Linked DNA regions of Mus musculus: region 2 is linked to region 1. Evidence: chromatin contacts called from public Micro-C data. All regions are on one chromosome and are shown on one strand. Each heading gives the region's core, a stretch centred on a gene start, on an enhancer-like site or on the middle of the called end of the contact. The rest is flanking DNA. Distances are from core to core; before and after follow the strand shown.

Region 1 (4,491 bases), core at 894-3,393:
AACCAGACACCTAGCAATAGAGCTGAAGTCTGATAATAAAAACTGGAATTAATAAGCACATATATAAAAGTAATAGAAATAAAAAAAAATCTTATCCTTATAAATAAATCTCAGGGTCAAGAGCACATACGTACTAGAGTCTGACCAGTCTAGACTGGCACTCCATGATGTATTAGTTATGATGTAAGGCAAGTCACTTTTCTAGAACTCCATGTCCTCAGGTACAGAATAGGAGTCCTAACAGAAACAAGCCTTATAAGACTGCTGTAAAAGTTAAATAATGTAAAAACATACTGTACATGGCAGATGAAACACAAGCTCCTATAACAAGTTTGATTACATATATTCAACTTATAGATACAACAGATTTCTGAAGCAGCTCTGCTATTCCATAGCCTCACTGTTTCCTCTTATTCTGTACATTCCTGTTTGCCCTTTTCACACTCTCCCAGTTAGAAGGAAAAGGCAGATGAATGGGCAGGAAGCACAGGTTGTATCTATGACTTAACATTTTTCACCTGTAAGTCTAAAATTCTTTTCTGCAATAATATCTAACTTTAAAAATTGTTGTAAGGGAGAAAGTATCTTTCCACAGAAATTCACTTAATTTTTTTTAAATCATCTTTTAGTTTACTGGGGGAGGAGAACCCGCATGGCATGACACGTGTGTGGAAGTGAGAAGACAGTGTTCTGGAGACAGAATAGGTTCCCTCCTCTCACCATGTGGGTCTCAGGAATTAAACACTGCTAGCTCGGTTGAGTCCTTTACCTGCTGAGTCAGCTCAGTAATTCTGAAATCAGGAGATTATAATTGAAACAAAATAGATTTAAATCCCACTGTTTGCATCACCTAACCTCCCAGACACTTTTATTGACTGAAGAATTTCGACAGTGGTGAGAAAATCTGGTAAACTCAGTCTGTGAATGGAGATGGTTAAGACAGAAGGTACAACAGGTCATGAAGTCAATAACTTTAACCACAGCTTCTGTGCTCCAAAAAACCCACCACTCTTAAGTTATTTTTCATTTCTAAATATTGTTCTGTCAGACAAGACCTGCATAAAATCAAGCCAAGGAGACCTGTCAACATCCCATCAGGCAGTACTAATTGGACTCATTGGGTGGGAGGGGCGTGTGAAGGGGTCCCGAAGCAGTGTGAAGGATGTACTGGGGATAGGTCAAGATACTTTGTATATATGCATAAACTATCAAAGAATAAATAAAAGATATTGTTAGAAAAAGTATCCAATCACTGATTTTTATCTGTAAACCTCTGAGGTTTAATGGACTCTAACAGCTTATTCTGAAGCAAAAACTCAATATTGTGTTACTAAAATTAATCGAGATGGCAATCTATGCCTGAAGCTGTGGCAACATTCCTCTCAAAACTCATCAGACAATCACACTTCCGGATGTGGTGGCGCAATTCTTCTGGCCCCCAACAATCTCTGGTGGATCTCTGTACGATCGATCGAGGGCAGCCAGGTCTGCACTCCGAGTTCCAGCCCAGCCAGAGCTGGAGGGTGAGACCCTGTCTCTTTAAGAGAAGGGGGGGGGGGGGGCGGGTTAACAAATCTGTAGCCCTTCCAGAAGTACCGCGGAAGCTGGGGCTACCTCCAGCCTGCGTTCACAGAATGTAAGGACAGGCTCCCTGGCCCTCAGCTTTCCTTCCCCAAGCTCCTAGTTCTCACATGTCCACGGGGAGCCACACCATAGAGCCCGAGAGCCCGCCGGCGCCAGCCTGCAGGAGCCCGTCCCCTCCCCGCGCCCTCCTTTCCATTTGCCCACGGCTGGCTCCCGCTCCCAGAGAAAAGGAACGGCTGACGTTTGACAGAAGGCAACGCGGAGCCGACCTACAAGGAAAGCTCGCGAGTACGAAAGTCCTCCCTCACCGGCTGTTCCGACGCTGCCAGGTACCAAGGTACAGCCACTCCTCCCTCTCCAGGCTGCACTCCGCAGCGCCACACAGATGAATTCGCGCCTCCCGCCCCTCGGTTCCCAGTCAGCCAATCACACAGCCAGACCGGAAAAGGAAACAGCCAATCATCGTACGAGGCCAACGCTATACCGCCCAATGGGAGCCCGCGAAGTAAAATCAACCCTCGAGTACTTGGCGGGACCGGAAGACGAGCACCGCCCCTCCCCCAAACCCCACCCCGCGAAAAAGACTGGGACAAGTTCCGCACATTTGCTTGAAGGAAAAAAAAAAATTCTTGTACTGTGAGACTTTAAGAAGCACAAAATGGGCGTTAGACGGGTCTTACATTTGGTGCATTGACCGGGAATCGTCCTGCTGGCGGGTCCAGTGACAGGAGACCGGAGGATTGTTCGAGCAGGTACCGCGGCTGTGTCTCTTTGTGTCCGCCCTTGGCGTGCGTCTATTCCGCGCGTCTATTCCGTCTGTTCCCTCTATTTTGAGTCGGCTGCAAGTCAGTTTGGTTTCGGTTTGCAAAGGAGTTGTCTGCCGGGGGTTGCCAGAAGCGACCTTAACGCTGCGGTAACGAAGAGTCCTGGAGGACGCTCCAGACTCTCAGAGTGGGAAGTCGGATCCGATCCGCGAGATCCGGGAGGGCTCGACTTCATCTGGGGGTCAGTGGCAAAGAGACCACTACCAAGTTATTCAGTGTATCTTCTGTGGCGCTCGTGGCAGGGGCGCGTTGGTATTTTACTTTCTGTTTTTCTTTTTGTGTGTGGACTGGGACTGACGTTATTTTTGGACAGAATGGGACACTGACCTTCCACCCCTCCGAGTTTTACTCTAGAACATTGGAGGGAGGTTAAGACTAGAGCTCACAATCTCTCAGTAAATGTGAAGAAAAATAAATGGTTTACTTTTTGCTCGTCAGAGTGGCCCACCTTTCAGATTGGATGGCCTCCTGAGGGTTCTTTCTCACTGCCTCTTATATTGTCCGTCAAGAGGTGCATTTTTGGTGCTGGCTCGAAGAGCCACCCTAATCAGGTCCCATATATCATAGTGTGGGAAGATTTAGTCACCGATCCCCCTCCTTGTGTTCGCCCGGTTCCTCTTCAGGACCAATGGCTGTGCCAATCTTCGCCCTTCAGGATAGGCCCAAGAAAGATGTTCTCCCCACCACGGATACTGATCTTCTTCTTTATCTCCCTCCCCTTTATCCTCTCTCTCTCTCTCTCTCTCTCTCTCTCTCTCTCTCTCTCTCTCTCTCTCTCTCCTCATGCAGCTCAAGCTGCAGGGCCTTTGGCCCCGCCCATTCCGCCTGGAGAATCAGGGGGACTCGCCATCCTCCTCCCTCCCCAGGTCAGAGGGACCTGCTCAGGAGACTCAGAGACAGTGGAGGCAACTCCTGAGGGTGCCCATATTCTGCCCCTCCCGGCCTATGGTCCCCGGATGAACAAGGTCATCAGCCTTTCAGTATTGGCCGTTTTCCTCCAATGACTTATATAACTGGAAAACTCATAACCCCTCATTTTCTGAGAATCCACAAGGTCTAATTAACTTAATTGAATCACTTCTCCCATCAGCCCACATGGGAAGATAGTCAGCAACTGCTTCAGGTTCTCTTTACCACAGAGGAAAAGCAGCGAATCCTTGAGGCTAGGATACATGTCCCGGGGTCAGGTGGGCGCCCTTCCCTCCTGCCAGGGAATATTGATGCAGGCTTCCCATTGACCAGACCGAACTGGGACTTCAACACCCCTAAAGGTAGGGAGCACCTGAAGGTCCACCGCCAGGCTCTGATGGCAGGTCTCAAAGGGTCAGCACACTGCCCCACCAATTTGACTAAGGTAAGGGAAGTGGTACAGGGGCTGAATGAGTCTCCCTCTGCCTTCCTAGAGAGACTCATGGAGGCCTTTCGCCAGTTTACCCACTATGATCCTAGCAGTGAAGAGCATAAGGCAACAGTTACTGTTGCCTTTATTGACCAATCTAGCAGAGATATTAGGAAGAAGTTGCAGAAACTTGAGGGATTGTAAGACAAGTCTCTAAAGGAACTAGTGCAAGTAGCTGAGAAGGCTTATCATAACCAAGAGTCAGAAGAAAAGAAGGAGGAGAGAAGGCAGAAGGAACAGGAAGCTAGAGAACTCAAAGGAGAGAAGAAACAGGAAAGGAACCTCCAGAGGATCTTGGCCACTGTAGTCAGAGAAAATTGAAAACCTAGTAAGATAGTACCTGCCAACAGAAGAGAGCCCCTGGCTAAGGATCAGTATGCCTACTGTAAAGAAAAAGATCAGCCAGGCGTGGTGGCACCCACCTTTAATCCCAGCACTCGGGAGGCAGAGGCAGGCAGATTTCTGAGTTCCAGGCCAGCCTGGTCTACAAAGTGAGTTCCAGGACAGCCAGGACTACACAGAGAAACCCTGTCTCGAAAAAACCAAAAAGAAAGAAAGAAAGAAAGAAACAAACAAAGAAACAAACAAAGAAACAAACAAAGAAACAAAGAAGTCATTGGGCGAGACTGTCCCAAGAAGAAGAAGAGGGGACTCTACACCTCCGAAAAGAGGCAAATAGGCCCC
Region 2 (4,352 bases), core at 1,325-3,824, 610 kb after region 1:
GTAACCATTTTAACATCCCCGAAAATGGAGATGTATTGTACCGTTGGTAGCACTTGCTTTCTTACTGGCATGTAAAATGACAGCACGCCTTAGCAGGCGATGTTGAATTAGGACAGATGCATCCGATTAGGTTACTGTGAGGGCAGGCGTGATGGAGGCTAGCTCAAACAGCATACGTAGGCCATTCTCAAAAAAAAAAAAAAAAAAAAAAATTCCCAGCAATGGTAACATACACCTTTAATCACAGAACTCAGGAGTCACGGGCAAGTGGCTCTCTTAGTTCCAAGACAGCCAGGGCTACACAGAGAAACCTTGTCTTGGAAAAAAAGAAAAAGACTTAAAAATTCAAAGGATATGTTTTTATTTATGTATAGTGTATATATATCTCTGTCTTTGAATGTGCACATTCAGGTCCCTAGGAGTCCAGAGGAGGGTATCGGAATCCCCCAAACTAGAGTTATAGGTGGTTGTGAACCGCCAATATAGGTGCTGGGAACAAAAATCTGGTCTTCTGAAGCAGCAGCAAGAGTTTACATCTGCTGAGCCATCTCTCTAGTACCCCCCAAATTAACTTTTATTTTAATATGAGTAATATATAATTTTCTCTTTTCCAAAATTATGAAAGAGAATGTTGCCACACTGATGAGACACTTTATTGGTAATTTGTTTGCTCAATTCTGGTAGAATCTGAGAATATTTGTCTGATAACGGTCTAGAGGAAGAATAAATTGTCAGCAACAGCAAAGTAGTGGTGGCACACACCTTTAATCCCAGCACTCAAGAGGCAGAGGCAGGTGCATCTCTGAGTTCCAGGCCAGCCTGGTCTACAGAGTGAGTTCTAGGGCTACACTGAGAAACCCTGTCTCAAAAAAAAAAAAAAAAAAAAAACCAACACCCCCCCAACAAAAATATGTCCCCAACAGAGGTCAACTATCCTTTCCAATTCACAATTGTTTCAGTTCTCACTGGCTAATGAGATAACCTTATCCTAAAAGAGAAAATTAACATCCTTTTATTTTTCCTTCTTATCATATAACCATAGCTGGCCTGGAACTTAATATGTAAACCATGCTAGCCTTACAACTCAGAGATGCTCCTGACTCTGCCTACCAAGTGCTGGGATTAAAAGTGTGCACCACCACAATCAGCCTTCTTCTTCTTCTTCTATTATTATTATTATTATCATTGTAGTTTAATATGTCACCCCAACAATTCCGGAGCCTGAAATAAATCCAGAAAGCCAAGGAGACATAGGGAGGCTAAGGATCTGACAAAGCAACGCAGCAATGGGCATTTGCACACTACAGTACTTTCATTAAAATTTAAAGAATTTCTCTCTTTAGTGCTTCCAGCTTTATCCAAGAATAAAATTACCTGCTTCATAAAGGTATTTAGGGAGTTGAGTTGTTTTACCACTTCCTGTATTTCCAGTAACGATGAGGAACGAGTTGTCCCTCACAGCTTGAATGAGCTTTTTTCTTTGTTTCTGAATAGGAAACGTTGGAGTTGTTCCTCCCTCCTGTGATGTGCATCCTTTCTCTTCTGTAACAACACAAAAACAATTGTGCAATGAAAACACCTGAGAAGAGCTCTCTGACAATGGCTCAGACCTGAAAGAAGAATGCACAGGAATCGCACAACGGGAAAGATCAATCTATGACTTTTCAGTTACGTCAACCATGTACAAATCACACGTGAAAGTTTATAAACTCAGAATAACTTTTTTTGGTAAAATCAAACAACTTCAACATTGTTGATGTGTAACTCGCCGTACTTGACAAAGTCAGTCAAGCACAAGACAACGTGTATGTATGCATACCTACCTGGAAAAACTAAACTCAATTTTATTAAACAATAGATCAACAACCTGAGCACAGCAGAACAACTCTGAGAAGAAGAAGAAGCCACCTGTATTTGCTTCTGATTCACAGTTCAAGTTAGGTCCCTGTTCAGAGTGACTGATATCCCAGAAGGCCAAGTGGTGGGTAACCATGGAAACTGGCTCCTGGAAACGGGCTCCCTTCATACCGTACCCAAAGGCAGGCTGGCGGCCCGACGAAGGGGAGGGGGATGAACGGGTAGAGAACAAAGGCTTTATGAGGCTGTAGAACAGCAGAAGGCATTTGGGCGTTCGGGTCCACTTTCTTGCCCCCCAGAGAGGTTCTCACCCAACTTGGGTTTGGGACCGCCCCCTTCTAAGCCAAAGTGCTCACTGGACGCAAAGTTCGTCGTCTGGCTTAAAAGACCAAAAGAACGTCTAAGCTCCCTTCCCACCTCCTCTGCCGCCCACAGATGTACTTTTCGCCCCGCAAATAACTCCCTCCGGGTGCCACAGCGTCCCGCGGACCGTACCTCTGTCAGCGATGCGAACAGCTGACGGCCGCTCTTCCTGGAGCTCTATTGGCCGCTCGCCTTCCTCCTGCCGCCTTGGCGCCCTGCCCGCGACGGCGGGAAACCGGGACATAGACCCGGTCCGGAGAAGAAGCGAACACGTCCACGGAGCCGAGGAGATGGGAGGGGAAAGGCGAGGACGCGCCCTGATGACGTAGGGGTGTTTACTTCCGCGCGTGCGACTGGCTGAGAGGGGTGGGGGAGCGGCTCGATGACGTGGCGGCCTCTGCTTGGACGCGCACGGGCCCGCGCTCCTGGGGGCCCCGAGGCACCACCCCCAAGGAGTCCCGCCCATCGCCACGTGCCTCCGCCACCCGCGAAGTCACACCTGAACACCTGAGGGCCAGGTCACAGTTTGTCCAGTGTGGCCCTTAGTCACCACAGCATCCCCACAAGTCTTGCCTATCTCCAGATACCAGTTGAATGACCCTTTCCCAGGAGCCGAAGCCATCCTACAGTGTGACCTTGGGCAACTCACTTCCCTATCGTCCTATCAAGACACATAGTGCGGTCCAACTTGTAGTTCTGTAGTTTTCAAAACTTAGATTCCCATGCTGTTTCACTTCCTTCATGGAACCCTTCATTTACATTTATTTGCATATTTTCCATACCCTCCAAGAAGCTGGGAAGACACACATGATCCAGACTTCCGGAACACTATATATTGTACACCCAGCAGGGAGCAGTGATTTGAGGTGGACAATAGGGTTTGTTGAGGATAGATGAATGAATAACATCTGGGTTGTTGGTTGATTTTTTTTGTTTTTTTCGAGACAGGGTTAACATCTGTTTTAAAATAAGTTGACTTTTAGTGGAAGTACGTTCCTTAGAAAACACAACTGCTGAAAATTCTACAGATACACATTATCTGAGGTGGTGTGGTTTACTTATTTTTAAAGGTATGTTGGGGACTTGGTGTACAGTTCAGTGGTAGAATACTTATCTACGATATGAGAGACCCTGGGATTCAATACCCAGTACTTTATCAAAGCTGAGTGTGGTCCTAACACTTGCGAGGCAGAGGCAAAAGAGTTGCTGTGAGTTCCGGGTTACCACCAGGATAATTCTGAGAATGAGACTCTGTCTCAGAAGAGGAGGTGAATAAAGGGGAGAGGGAGAAAGAAGGGAGAGGAAAAGAGAAGGAAGGAGGGAGGGGGGGAAGAGGGGAAAAGGGAGGGAGGGAAGGAGGGGGGTTCTTGGACTAGTCCTTCAGTGATAATGCCAGCTGATTTTCTGAGTTGAGTTAATTATGAAAAAATGTGAAGAAACCTGCTTCTTACACTTAAATCACTATGTAGCCCAGGATACCCTAGAACTCATGATCTTCCAGCCTCAGCTACCCAAGTGCTAAATTACAGATATATGTGACCTTGTCCATTTGCTTCTTGCACTTTTCAGTAGTTCCTGCTGTTAAAATTAATCATGGTTTATAGGAAGGCAACATAAAACTACCATTCACTTATCAACCCAAGACCAAACTAGAAAAGATGTAAGATGTTACAAGAATCCAAGACTTTGCTTTAAAACGTACATGTATCAACTCCTTTTCAACGTAACTGATCAACAACTCCTTTAATGCAAGTTTATCAGAATTTGAATGATAGCAAGTCAGGTGTAACTTTCTAACGGCTGAGGCAATAGCCCTAGTGACAGGAGAACATTTTAGATTTCTCCAAAACATTAAAACCATCTCTGAACCTTTCGATTTCTATTAGTAATTCAAACTATTATGTCAGAAGAGATCAAAATATACAATTGTAGTCAGACCATGAAGATATTGGTGACCTCTGTAACTGAGCAACAGACCAGCTATTTCACAAAGTCACTTTCTAAGAAAATAAGCAGAATCATTTCAAATCAGGAATTGTGACCATTTACTAAGCAATTTGTATTTAAATGATTAAGTATTTGATATATACAGTTTTGGACAAAGTCTCACTATATATCACTATATAGCCCTA

What was found. Hi-C and Micro-C count contacts between places; a contact is called where the count stands out from the background.
Region 2: a contact with region 1 is called in a Micro-C map of embryonic stem cells, with 6 times the contacts expected there. The contact joins the promoter of Dhx40 here to the promoter of Brip1os in region 1. A contact is called at or near these places in 1 of 39 promoter capture datasets (pre-B cells), 2 of 484 Hi-C or Micro-C datasets (embryonic stem cells and stem cell-derived motor neurons) and 1 of 115 datasets of contacts at active chromatin or transcription factors (astrocytes).

Annotation. Positions count from the first base shown.
Region 1 is chr11:86,199,217-86,203,707 of GRCm38.p6, forward strand. Brip1os (BRCA1 interacting protein C-terminal helicase 1, opposite strand) reads left to right here and starts at 2,144. Exons shown (of 7, transcript NR_130959.1): 1 at 2,144-2,336. It overlaps Brip1 (BRCA1 interacting protein C-terminal helicase 1), which reads right to left and starts at 1,977. Exons shown (of 20, transcript NM_178309.2): 1 at 1,893-1,977.
Region 2 is chr11:86,805,086-86,809,437 of GRCm38.p6, forward strand. Dhx40 (DEAH (Asp-Glu-Ala-His) box polypeptide 40) reads right to left here and starts at 2,575. Exons shown (of 18, transcript NM_026191.2): 1 at 2,353-2,575; 2 at 1,375-1,542. The coding sequence starts at 2,464.